2 separate regions of the Ovis aries genome follow, and region 1 is linked to region 2. A link is a contact called in public Hi-C data. All regions are on one chromosome and are shown on one strand. The core of a region is the stretch at or near the end of the contact, and the rest is flanking DNA. Distances in the headings are between cores, read along the strand shown.

The links. A called contact is a pair of places that touch in the nucleus more often than the background predicts.
Region 1: a Hi-C map of blood shows a contact between it and region 2, with 3 times the contacts expected there. The contact joins the promoter of TP53 here to the promoter of SLC2A4 in region 2. A contact is called at or near these places in 2 of 16 Hi-C or Micro-C datasets (both in blood).

The regions. Positions count from the first base shown.
Region 1 is chr11:27,202,549-27,208,986 of ARS-UI_Ramb_v3.0, forward strand. It overlaps TP53 (tumor protein p53), which reads right to left and starts at 4,711. Exons shown (of 11, transcript NM_001009403.1): 1 at 4,615-4,711. WRAP53 (WD repeat containing antisense to TP53) reads left to right here and starts at 6,037. Exons shown (of 9, transcript XM_042256634.2): 1 at 6,037-6,438. The coding sequence starts at 6,223.
Region 2 is chr11:26,871,669-26,878,564 of ARS-UI_Ramb_v3.0, forward strand. It overlaps SLC2A4 (solute carrier family 2 member 4), which reads left to right and starts at 3,811. Exons shown (of 11, transcript XM_027974995.3): 1 at 3,811-4,046; 2 at 5,322-5,438; 3 at 5,548-5,720; 4 at 5,811-5,935; 5 at 6,073-6,188; 6 at 6,284-6,446; 7 at 6,533-6,720. The coding sequence starts at 4,014. LOC132657408 (a long non-coding RNA gene) reads right to left here and starts at 3,618. Exons shown (of 2, transcript XR_009595551.1): 1 at 3,469-3,618.

The DNA of each region.
Region 1 (6,438 bases), core at 3,461-5,960, 330 kb after region 2:
TGTGTATAAAACCCTGGTCCTTTCCCCCAAGAGTAACCTGTTACAGTTCAGAAACATACTGGGTGAAAATACGATTTGCAAGAAAAAACAAAACACAGTAATTTAGTCTATGGAAATCAAACACATAAAATGATTATTTATTGCTTATAAATATATGTATAAAAGCATGAAAGGCAAGAAGACTACAAATTCACAAAATCTTTAATAGTGATGATATTCTCAGGGAGAGGGGATGTATGCTTAGGGTATTGGGGGTAGTAGAGTCAAGGGGTTTTAGTTTTTCTTCCCCCTTTGGCTGTGCCTTGAAGCTTGTGGGATCTTAGTTACCCAACCTGGGACTGAACCTGGGCCCTGGAAGTGAAATAGTCAGGGAATTCACGGTTTTAGCTTTATTAACAAAAAAATTTTAAAGGTGGTATCTATACATTGCTTGTGTAATTAAAATAACATAGAGACAAAAATAAGACAAAATGTTGTTAAAAATTATTTGGTGGGAATGTGTGGTTACTCTTGTACTCTGTACTTTTCCAAAATAAAAATATCAAGGGAAAAAAAAAAGAAATTATGGATATTTGAATCAGATTAAAAAAGGTAAACAGAATAATGTCCTCCCAAGTACCCATCACTTAGCTTCAAGAATAATCAAGCATCTCACCTGTACCTCTAGTCACTCCCCACAACCCCACAAATGTTTTTGAGGTGAAACTTACATAGGTTGAAATTGCATCATACTATTTTGATCACAAAATTTGACAAACTTTGATACAGCTCTGTAATCTACCCATACCAAGACAAAGATACTGTGTTCTCTTCTGAAAGTTTTATGTGTAGGTTTATTAACCATGTCAAATTTACTGTTGTGCATGGTGAGAGGTGGGGGCCAAAATCCATTTTTCTGCTCCAGTTGTTTCAGCACCATTTGTTGAGACTTTCCTCTCCCCACTGATTCACTCTGGTACCTTCACAGAAAATCATTTGACTACATTTATGTGTCTTTTCCCAGACTCTATCCATTGATTGTTGTTCTACTGTAACTTTATTATTTTTTTAAGTTTTATTATTGGAGTACTGGGGCTTCCCAGGTGACACCAGGGGTAAAAAATCTGCCAGTGCAGGAGACACAAGAAATGTGGGTTCAATCCATGGGTTGGGAAGATCCCTTGGAGGAGGAAATGGCAACCCACTTGAGTCTTGCCTGGAAAATGTGGACAGAGGAGCCTGGGAGGCTCCAGTCCATAGAGTCACAAAGAGTTGGGACACAACTGACCATACATATATTGGAGTATAATTGCTTTACAATGTTGTGTTAGTTTCTGTTGTACAACCAAGTCCTACTTAACTTTACAGTAATCTTGAAATCAGGTATTTTAAGGCCTCCAACTTGTACCAATGTTTTGTTTCAGAATCAGCTTGTCAGTTTCTACATTTTTAAAAAAATCATTGAGTTAAATCTTGCTGAAGAGTACTGACACCTAAACACCATTGAGTGTTCCAATCCATGAATATGCTAAAATTTCCTTAAATTCTCTCAGCAGTATTTTGTAGTTTTCTATATAGAGCTTTTGTCCATTTTTTGTTTAATTTATCCCTGAGTATGACATGTTTTTCACCATGGCTTCCCAGGTGGCTCAGTGGTAAAGAATCCGCCTGCCAATGCAAGAGACACAGGTTTGATCCCTGGGTCAGGAAGATCCTTTGGAAAAGGAAATGGCAACCCACTGCAGTATCCTTGCTTGGAAAAACCCATGGACAGAGGAGCCTGGTGGGCTACAGTCCAAGGGGTTGCAAAGACTCAGACATGACTTAACACATGTCAGGTTTTTGAGTTTAGATTCAAGGTTGCTATTATATAAAAATACAATGTATGCATATTGCCTTTGAAAGTTGTAACTTGGCTTTAGTTTTAGCTTTCACTTGTTCTCATTGTGTGAAAATGAATAATGAATTTTCTATTAGGACTTTTGGTATACAGTCATACCATCTGTGAATAAAGCCATTTTATTTCTTCTTTTCCAACGGTTATGTATATATTAACAGCATTAGGCTGGCCTTATAAAATGAGTTGGGCAACGTTACTGCCTCTCCATTCTGAAAGAGTTTATGTGAGATTGGTATTGTTTCTTTCTCAACTTTTTGAATTGAAGAACAAAGGAGACAGATAGGAAATAGCACTCAGACCCAAATGCTAACAATAACTGCATTAAATGTAAATAGACCAAACAGTCCAATTAAAGCAGTTCAGTGGGGGAAGGAAGGCTATTTCAATAAGTGGAGCTAGAACAACTAGCTATCCATAAGAAAAAATAAAACAGAACCTTGAACTCACAACATGAAAAAAATTATTCCTTGACTAATAAATTATGGCTCACAGACTTGTGTTAAATCTAAAACTACAAAGATTCTCAAAGAAAATATATGAGCAACTGTAAGAAAATATCTTCATGACCTTGGGGTACGATCTCCTAAACAGGTCAAAGCAATCACTGAAAAGAAAAATCAATCTTCTGTTCCTTGTAAGAGTTGTTAGACAAGCAAGAGGTCAGGAGAAAACACACCTATCTGACAAAGGATACACATTATCGCTATCCAGAATATAAATGACTCCAACACCTCAAAGACACAAAAAAGCAAATGAACCAATTTTTAAAATGGGGAAAACACTTGAACAGTCTCTTAATATCTGACACAGAAATGGCCAGTAAGCACATGCAAACTGTTGGAACATACTTAATTGCAAAGTAAAACCCACATTGATATGGCACATTAGAAAGCCTGACAAACCAAATCCTGAGACAGGATCTATCTTGCTGGTGGGAATATAAAACAGTACAACCACTTTGAATAACAAGAACTTTTTAATGTAATTAAAAAATACAAATAAACACCTCACTCTATGACCAAGCAATTCCATTCCTAAGTATCCAAAAACATAAAAACATGACTACAAAAATAATTTTAAGAATGTTAATAGCAGCTTTATTCAAAATAGTCTTAAATGGGAAGCCACTCAAAGGCCATCAAAAGGAGAATGGATAAGCCAATCAATGGTTTATTTATTCAGTGGAATATACTAAAATATAAAGAAACAAAGTATTGATACGCTGATACATGCAATAAAATGGGTGAATTTCACAGACGGAAAGAAGCCTGACACAAAGGAGCACACACTGTATGATTCCATTTATAAGTTCTCCAACAGGCAAAATAAATCCACGGTAACACAAATCAAAGGCGGTGGCTGTAAATGCTACTCCTAACACAGAAAAAAGCACGTAAGTACCGCGCAGTGTCATGTTCATAGCAGGTGCGTGGTAGGTGACCGCGCCCTAAATAATGAAGATGCCGGGAAAATTGGTATGGGCAGAAATCCTAGGCCCGGTCCGCCGCCTCCCACGGGCAGAACCAGTCGAGACCGAAAGACAGCTTCGACGACCTCGGCCCCGCCCCCTCCAAGCCCCGCCCCTTCCGCTTCACGACGTTCACTCTGCGTCCGAGAAAGGAATGGTTCAGCCCAAAGCTAGATACAGAAGTTGTTTCTCCGCCGCAGAAAACGACCCATCGTTAGTCTTCTATCGTTTAATTCTCAAATGTATCCATTCTCGAAATACCCAGGGTCTGCCCTCTGACACTAAAAAAAACAAAAACAAAAAAACCCCAAACCGTCCACGCAATGGTAGCGTCCGCCTGGGTAGCGGTCGATCGGGATGGAGCACACCATTCAAAGAGGGGGAGGGATTGAGGTTTGCATCAAAAATACCTCTTCCTTTCCAAAAGCGGTAGCTAACCAGGCTAGGAGGGGGGAGGGAAAAAGTAGAGGGGTTAGCAGCCTCCTTTCACAAGTAATGAGGACCAGTATAAAAGACCTTTTCTCTTTCTACTTCCCTCACGTCGGGTGAATAGTGGGCTGCTCCGAAAAAAAGAAACCGGAAATGCTCCGGCAGTGGTAGAAATGTAAATGTAGAGCCAAACAATAACAGGGCCTCTGAGGCCGGGCTAGTTCTGCAGGGCTTCGCGGGCAAAACTCTGGTTTAGCAAGCGCCCCCTTCCACGACTGACAGCCTTTAACCGGATTTTCTCCATCTAGCGGAGCTGAGAGCCAGTGGGAAAGATTACTCCAGGAAGGACAAAGGTCCGGAAGTTATGGGACCTTAGCAGCTTGGACTTTCCGGATCACCCAGAACCACTTCGGAACTGAGCCCGAGGTTCCACTGGGATGCTGCACGTTCTAAAATCCTGAGCCATGAATCCCCGAAGTTTCGAGATCGGAAAGTCGACCCTGATGCTTTGTGCATCTTATTTCACACACCCTGGGATGGAGTTATTGGTGGTGGGGAAGAACCCCTTAGGCCGGCTCAAGGTTCCCCAAAGCCCCACTCCCCCGCCCAAGTGTTCACCTTCGAGTTCGGCTGGTCTTAACATCCCAATCATCTACACTCGGGCCTCCTAACATTGCATTCCTGTTGGTGCCGCTAGCCAAGACCCCCGCCCTCCCTGCCGCTAATCGTTAACCCCCCAGTTACCGCCCCCCAGCCCTTTATCCCCCCGAACTGAAAATACAAGGAGCCAAGAGCCCGTGACTCATAGAGGACTCATCAGTCTCAGTCAAGAGCTTACCCGAAGCTCAGGGGAGGGTGTCACCGTCCTGGGATGCACGCTCCGAGGTCGGACGCTAGATGACCCCGGAGACCAGCGGCCACTGCGGCCAGGATGGTGGCTCTGGACTTTTGAAGAGCTCAAAACTTTTAGCGCCAGTCCGGAGCACGTGGGAGGGGAAAATCCCAATCCCAGCAACCCTCGCGAGGCTCCTGGCACAAAGCTGGATAGTCGCCATGACAAGTAAGGGCAAGCAATTCCCCTGCGGGCGGAGGCGAGGGGAAAGGAGAGTAGGAGAGGAGAGTGCGGGGAAAGTCAGGATTCTCGCCATATTGGTAGTGTAGCTAGTGACCGTTTGGATAGGGGAAGTTCGACAAGCGAAAACCATAACGGCCGAATTGGTGGAAACCATTTTGGAAGGTTTCTGCCATTGTTTCATATATGGTGAAAGGAAGAAAGCCTTTGCACTTGCATTCTCTGACTGGAACACTCCTCTCCTAGATAGCTGGATAGTTTTTACGCATCAACTAAACTGTCAACTTTTAGAAAGGCCTTCCATAATGTCCCTATCTAACGTATACCTCCATATGCGCTATATTACACCATCTTAATTATTTTCACACCCCTATCACTTTCTGACCGAGAAGGCAATGGCACCCCACTCCAGTACTCTTTCCTGGAAAATCCCATGGATGGAGGAGCCTGGTAGGCTGCAGTCCATGGGGTCGCTAAGAATCGAACACGACTGAGCGACTTCCCTTTCACTTTTCATTTTCATGCATTGGAGAAGGAAATGGCAACCCATTCCAGTGTTCTTGCCCGGAGAATCCCGGGGACGGGGGAGCCTGGTGGGCTTCCGTCTATGGGGTCGCACAGAGTCGGACACGACTGAAGCGATTTAGCAGCAGCAGCATCACTTTCTGAAGTGATTTGTTCCTTGCCTTCAATACATAGCAACCTAAGACTTAGAAGGGCAGAGACCTTGTCTACAATCTTATTGATTGTTGTTTCCCAGTACCTATTACAGTACTGGGTAGCAAGTAAGAGTTCAATAATAAATATTTATTGAATGAATGAAAAGAGACTGAGGTCTGAAAAATTTAGCTAATAAGATGCAAAACCTGTAACATCTAATAGCGCTGGCGCCCTCTGCCGGTTGGAAAGGAGAGTAGATGCTTTAAGAACGATCGCCGAAGACCGCAGGGGGAGCTCAAGCACTTCCCGTCGAGGAGGAAGCTTTCGGACTACAGCTCCCAGCAGCCACTTCAAACTTCCCAGGGCCCCAGGGCTTGACGGGAACCCGTGACCTGTTACATTCCTACCCCTCCCCTCCCTTGGGTTGCGCGCGAAGTCTGATCAGGGATGCGGATGTCCAATGGAAAGGTGGACCCAAATCTCGCGAGAACTGGTGGCACGTAGCTACCGACTAGGCTTAGGAACGCTGTTTATTCGCTGGGCCTTGTGCCCCCTCCAGGGAGGAGGAATACACTGGAGCATTTTTCCGGTTCTGCATCCCAATCCCTGCGAACTTTGAAGCGGTCTCGGCTGCTCCGCGGGCCCAGCCCCTGGTAGTCGACGGGAAGAGGGCTGCCTGGCCGCGGCTGATGTCTGCCGCGCTTCCTCTGCAGTATGAAGACGCCGGAGGCTCCACCATTAGCTCCAGACTGCCTTCCTTCAGACCAGGCCCCAGCTCCAGCCTGTCTCTCTCATCAGGCTTCCCCGATGGATAAAAATACGGACCCTGAACTGATGCCGCCGCTACGCGATGGGGATGATCTGCCCCAGGTGTCCTCAGATCCCATGGCTGGCTTAGCTCTGTCCCAGGAGCTGGAGGAAGGGGTCCCA
Region 2 (6,896 bases), core at 2,561-5,060:
GACATTGATCAGTGAGTATCATGTACCAAGAACTGTGCCATTAATTCAATCCTCTGTACCTGAGACCCTCATATATTGACGAAAACAATGATGGGACAAAGGGAGGAGATGGCATTGCTGGAGCTCATGGGTCCAAGGTTTCCCTCTAGAAGCTGAAAGTGAAGTGGGCCTGAAGAGTAGGAGCTGGAGGCAGAGAGAGTGAAGAAACATCCTGGCTTTCTCCTGTCCTTCAATCTCTCACCTCCTATGGGCTATATCCAGTCAGAAGACAGTGAATATGGAAGTTTGAAAACAAAAGCCTGGAGGGATCAGCTCCCCATGTCATAGGGCAGAGCTTAGAAAGGGCTACAACTGGTTCTGAGATCAAACGAGCCATGGATTAATTTCTAAGCAAGATGAACGCACACATGCTCCAATGCTAAATGCCCACAGTGTCCTGTGTCTCATTTCTTCCCTTCCCATCCTGTCTCCAGGACTTTCCTGGTGGCTCAGACGGTAAACCATCTGCCTACAATGCGGGAGACCTGAGTTCAGTCCCTGGGTCGGGAAGATCTCTTGGAGAAGGAAATGGCAACCCACTCCAGTATTCTTGCCTGGAAAATCCCATGGATGGAGGAGCCTGGTAGGCTACAGTTCATGGGGTCGCAAAGAGTCGGACACGACTGAGCGACTTCACTCACATCCTCTCTCAATTAGTCTCTTTCTCCCACCTTCCCAGCCATTTTTCTCCCTCCCTCCTGACTCTCCTTATTCCCATTGTCTCTTCTACTCCCCACCACTTTCTCCTTTCTTTTTATCTTCTTTATCTAGATCTGACTTGCTTTCTTTGATTCTACTTTCCCTGGGGCTTAAACTCCTAGAAGCATCAGAACAAAGCATCTGAATGAGACTGGGAAAGTTCCTTGACCCGAGTGCCAGGAGACACCCCAAGGCCTGCATTCTAACTGCTACCCTGACTTTTCATCTGCCTCCAACCTGTGCCTCCCTCCAGTTCCCTTTTTTCCTCTTGGCACCTTTCTCAGCTTTCCCTCTCTCCCTGCCCTCTTCCCTTCATGGCATTCCAGCATCCCTGGTTTTCCTTTTACCTTCCCAATTACCTTCCTTCTCTGCTTCCAACAATCACTTCTGCTCCTTTTTATTCATAAGCGATTTGTTCTCCTCAACTAGCAGACTTTAGTTCTTCTACTTTAGTTCCCCTTGGTCAGGTATGTGGAACCATTTACCAAAGGTTCCCCCATTCATGACTGTTCCCCAGCCCATATTCCTGACCATCAGGAGCAGACCCTCATTTCATTCATTCAACAAATAAATATTGAGTGCTCATCCTGGGTGAGCTGGGTGTTGAGGATACAGAGGTAAACAAGATGATTATCTGTCCTCAGGGTTACTGTGCAGAGAAGAAATTATGACAATGTACTATCCTGAGGACACATGGTTTTCTGAAGCAAAGCCAAGGAAGGTATCACAGGGGCGGGGGTGGGGGGAGAGTTTTTCTGAGGACCAATGGGAGTCCTTTGGTATTCCAGACTAAGGGATTATTCAGTTCAGTTCAGTCGCTCAGTCGTGTCCGACTCTTTGCAACCCCATGAATCGCAGCCCGCCAGGCCTCCCTGTCCATCACCATCTCCTGGAGTTCACTCAGACTCACGTCCATCAAGTCAGTGATGCCATCCAGCCATCTCATCCTCAGTCGTCCCCTTCTCCTCCTGCCCCCAATCTCTTCCAGCATCAGAGTCTTTTCCAATGAGTCAACTCTTCGCATGAGGTGGCCAAAGTACTGGAGCTTCAGCTTTAGCATCATTCCTTCCAAAGAAATCCCAGAGCTGATCTCCTTCAGAATGAACTGGTTGGATCTCCTTGCAGTCCAAGGGACCCTCAAGAGTCTTCTCCAACACCACAGTTCAAACGCATCAATTCTTCAGTGCTCAGCCTTCTTCACCGTCCAACTCTCACATCCATACATGACCACAGGAAAACCATAGCCTTGACTAGATGGACCTTAGTCGGTAAAGTAATGTCTCTGCTTTTGAATATACTATCTAGGTTGGTCATAACTTTTCTTCCAAGGAGTAAGCATCTTTTAATTTCATGGCTGCAGTCACCATCTGCAGTGATTTTGGAGCCCCCAAAAATAAAGTCTGACACTGTTTCTACTGTTTCCCCATCTATTTCCCATGAAGTGATGGGACCAGATGCCATGATTATTAGTAGCCACCAAAGAGTGAAACAGCACAGTGTGTTCTGGATACAAGAAATAGTTAGGAATTGACTAAAACTTGAGGGGAGGGGATAGAAAGTGAGGTAGAGATAGGAGGAAAGGCAAGAGGTTTTGTTCACTCTGAAAGGGGGTTAGAACTTGACAGTGGGCAACAGAGACTTCTGAGGGGAGAGTGAGGAGGTTGAACTCTTTTTGAATTGTACTCTGCCCCTCCTTGTAAGGGAAGAGGAGCAGGAAGACCAGGCAGGGTGATGGCTGTCTGAACCAAACTGGCCACAGTACAGGTGGAAAAAATCAGATGAATATGAGGGTTTAGGAGGTCAAAACACCAATGCCGGTAACTGGATAAAGGTGGGGAGTGCAGGAGAGGAGGAATTAAGCATGACTTCCTCTTTCTGATAGGAGGGACAGGCTGGCTAACAGGACGGTTCACTGGGATGAGGAAGTTAGCAGGAGAAGCAAGTTTGAACATGCTGATCATGTGAATTGCCCACCTAGGCGGCAGCTGAACACTCGGATCTGAAGCTCCAGAGAGAGGCCTGGGCCTGAAGTAATGGAAGCCTTAAAGATGTGGAACGAGGGGGGACAGTGGGCAGCGGACCACCCCGGCCCGATCCTCTGCGGATCCGCGCTCTCCCTCCAGGTGGCACTAGAGCCCCGTGCTTCTGAGTCCCGTTCTTCACAGCGCGCGCTGTCGGTGCTCAGAGCGCTACGCTGCTGCTCCGGGGACTTGCCAACTCTAGGTCGCACCCTCCTCGCTTGGGCATTCAAACCTGGAGCGACCTCCAGAGAGCGTGTCCAACTCGTCCACGCGGCCAGCACATTCTTGGCGGCTCGGGCACCTCAGGGCTGGTGACGTGGTTGGTGTGACCACCTGTCCCTCCGGCCACCTCCAGGAACCAACGTGGGGAATGGGTGTAGGGGAAAGGCTAGAGAGGCAGTGCTCCGAGCACGGATGCAAGGAAAGACGACCCCCGAGGCCAGACACCTGAGCCGTTAGGAACGGAATTTCCTGTGCCCCGGGTCATCTCCGCGTGGGAAGCCTGTCGCGGATCCTTTAAGGCTCCATCTCCCTGTCCTCCCCCGCCCAGGACAGGCTGGGACACCCGGGACCTGACATTTGGCGTCTCCCAACGTGGGAGCTAAAAATAACCGCTGTGGGTTACTCCGGGCCATTGCTCTGCACCCACCCCGCGCGCCGGCTAGCGCTCGGTCTCGGGCCGCCCGAGTTCTCTCCTGGGCAAGTTTACCTGGCCCGTCCCCTCCCATCCCTTGGAAGTCGCTTCTTCACCCCCGAACCTCGGCCGGTGGGCGGAGACTTCACGTGAAGGGGAACAGGGCCCCCAGGTTTCCCGGGACCCTGTTCTCAAAACTTCCCGGAGGCAGGCTGGCGGAAACCCGAGGGGCGTGTCTCACTCGGCACGCTGAGGGGCGTGGCCTCGCTGGCTTACCCTACAGCCGGTGCCAAACTCTCAGCCCCAGGCTCAGGGAGGGGCGTGGCCTGCTGGGGTGTGCGGGCTCCTGGCCAATGGGTGCCGTGAAAGGCGTGGCCCTAGGGGTTGCGGGGGCTGCTCTTCGGGTCTTTTCCCCCCAGCCAAGCTTCGCCAGATTACCAGGAGCTGCTGTCTGGCTCCTGGGCTTGTGGCTGTGGGTCCCGCCAGACTCGCCCTCCTCACAAAGCTCCGGGACCCCCATCACCCCCGCGTCCTCCGCCCACCAGGCTGGGGTCGCAGACCCCCCCAGTCGCCTCCCCCTCGTCTACTGCAGCTCCTGCGTCTCCAGTTCCTAAGACAAGATGCCGTCGGGCTTCCAACAGATCGGCTCTGAAGTAGGGTTTAGCATGAGGGGGCGGGACGGGGACAAGGGTCCTGCTTTTCTCGGGCTGGGGTCGCGCTTGGGGTCAGCTAGGGGGCGGTCCTTGCGCAGGCGCAGGGGGTGGGGTGGGGGACTGGCTATTTATACCCGAGCGGGACAACCCATGACTGTCAGATTCCAGTCACTCCAAGAGGCAAAATGAGTCTGGGGGATCATTGTGGGCAAGAACGGCAGCTGGATTCTGCGTGTCCTGGGTTCGCCCTCTTCTCTAGTTCGCGGCGCTTTGCGCCGGGATCGAGGACTTCCTGCCCTCAAGAAAGCAGATTCAGGCGAGTCTTGCCCTCCAGGAGCTGTCCGTCTGTCCCGGCTCGCTAGCCCGCAGTTTTTCGAAGACCGGAGGTGCTCCGTAGGTCCACCCCCACCCCCACTCTTGGCAGTCCTCCAGGACGCTGAACTTTCCCTCGGCCCTACGGTTGGTGGAGGGGTAGAGGGGAGTGTCAGCCCTCCCTCCCCGAGCTCAGGTTTCCTTTTGGAGACAGTCTGTGCCGCCAGCGGTCAGCCACCAAGGCTACCGCCCCTCACACCACCTTCCCGCCCCCATCCCCTGCGCAAGGCTCGCTCAGGCAAAAGCCAGCATGGCCCCCTGCCCTTTGTCGCAGCTTGGAGGGGGAAGGGAGGAGGCTGGGGCGGAGACAGAGAAGGCCATAAGCCAGGAGGGATGACCGCGATGTCCTTTTTGGAATTGTCCTTCTTGAGCCTATTGGGGGCTTCCAGGAGCCCGCGGAGAGAACCCGCAGATGGAAGAGAAGAGGACAGAGACTGACGATGCTAACACACTTGTTACTTTATAAAAGCAGCACCACTGGGGCCACTCAACATTCAGTTTTGATTTTCACACTTTCACTTGACAAGCAACATCACCCCCATCTCTTCAGTTCAAAGTGAGGAAGTGAGTTACCTAAGGTCGCACAAATCTGAACAGGGGTCTCTTAATGCCAAGCCTGTCCCTAGGTTAGACAGGAATTGTGAGACCCAGGTTCTCAAACGTTTCTCTGCTTGCTGGACTCAAACATCAGTTTCTCCTTCATGCCCTGGTACTCTTGGGTTCTTCCCGCTCTTGTTTACACTGAGATCTTCGATTGATTCCTAATATGGGTCCACTTTCCCTCATCCCACACGTTGGATGAAACCCAGCATCTTTAGACTCCTACTGGGCCTGGGCCCCTGGAGAAAAGAAAGATGCCACAGTTCCACGTGACATGCCTCCTCTCTGCTTCTGCCTGCCCAGGATGGGGAACCCCCTCGGCAGCGAGTCACTGGGACCTTGGTCCTTGCCGTATTCTCTGCTGTTCTTGGCTCCCTGCAGTTTGGCTACAACATTGGGGTCATCAATGCCCCCCAGAAGGTGAGGGGCTACAGTTGGCAGAGTGGGGTACCCAGACAAGGTGGGGGGGAGTGGGTGAGCAGAGAGGGAAGAGTCTAGCAGCTAATCACTCCTTTGCTGTGCCCCCCAGGTGATTGAACAGAGCTACAATGAGACCTGGCTGGGGAGGCAGGGGCCTGAGGGACCAAGCTCCATCCCACCAGGCACCCTCACCACCCTCTGGGCTCTCTCTGTGGCCATCTTCTCTGTGGGTGGCATGATCTCATCCTTCCTGATTGGCATCATCTCTCAGTGGCTGGGAAGGTATGGGGCTGGAGGGTGAGGGTGGAGGGACAGGAAGAGAGCCAGAGCATGGGTTCCTGGACTCTCACAGCCCCACTCTCTGTCTGCCAGGAAGAGGGCCATGCTGTTCAACAACGCCCTGGCAGTGCTGGGGGGCACCCTCATGGGCCTGGCCAAGGCAGCTGCCTCCTACGAGATGCTCATTCTTGGACGGTTCTTCATTGGTGCCTACTCAGGTACCTACAGGCACTGTGGCCCTGCGCAGAGCCTTGCTCTCCTTCACTAGCCCTGGCCTTGGGGGTGGTGGCGGGGGTGGGGGGGGGGGAGGCGGTGGGCAGCTGCCCTGAGAAGATCTCTTCTTCCCTCTGCTCAGGGCTGACGTCAGGGCTGGTACCCATGTACTTGGGGGAGATCGCCCCTACTCACCTGCGGGGCGCCCTGGGGACACTCAATCAACTGGCCATCGTCACTGGCATCCTAATCGCCCAGGTGACTGGGCCTGGCCTCCTGGGGGGTTGGGCAGGGGGTTGGGGCTCTGGGTACAGGCTGAACATCCTGCCCTCCTTCCCTGCCTTCTCCCATAGGTGCTAGGCTTGGAATCCATGCTGGGCACAGCCACCTTATGGCCACTCCTCCTGGGCATCACCGTGCTGCCTGCCCTCCTGCAGATGGTCCTGCTGCCCCTCTGCCCGGAAAGCCCCCGCTACCTCTACATCATCCGGAACCTGGAGGGGCCCGCCAGAAAGAGTGAGCTCCCGTGCCATCCTGCGGGCACCTGTGCCTCTCCCAGGCCTTCTGCCTGCCCTCTCAGGCCTGACCCCCCTCACTTCCAGGTCTGAAGCGCCTGACGGGCTGGGCCGACGTGTCTGAGGTGTTGGCTGAGCTGAAGGAGGAGAAGCGGAAGCTGGAGCGTGAGCGGCCCCTGTCCTTGCTCCAGCTCCTGGGCAGCCACACCCACCGGCAGCCCCTCGTCATCGCCATTGTGCTGCAGCTGAGCCAGCAGCTGTCAGGCATCAATGCGGTACGGGCATCAATGCCGTGTGGATGCAGCCACCTCCAGGAGGGGCAGGGTTAGGGAATAGCCCCAGAGGAATGAAGAAGGGAGCAAGCCTCTGCTTCGTTAAAATTCAGGGTCAGTCCAGCTTGGTGTGGCTTCAAGGGAGGAAGGAACATCCTTTTCATCACCTTTTCTTCTGG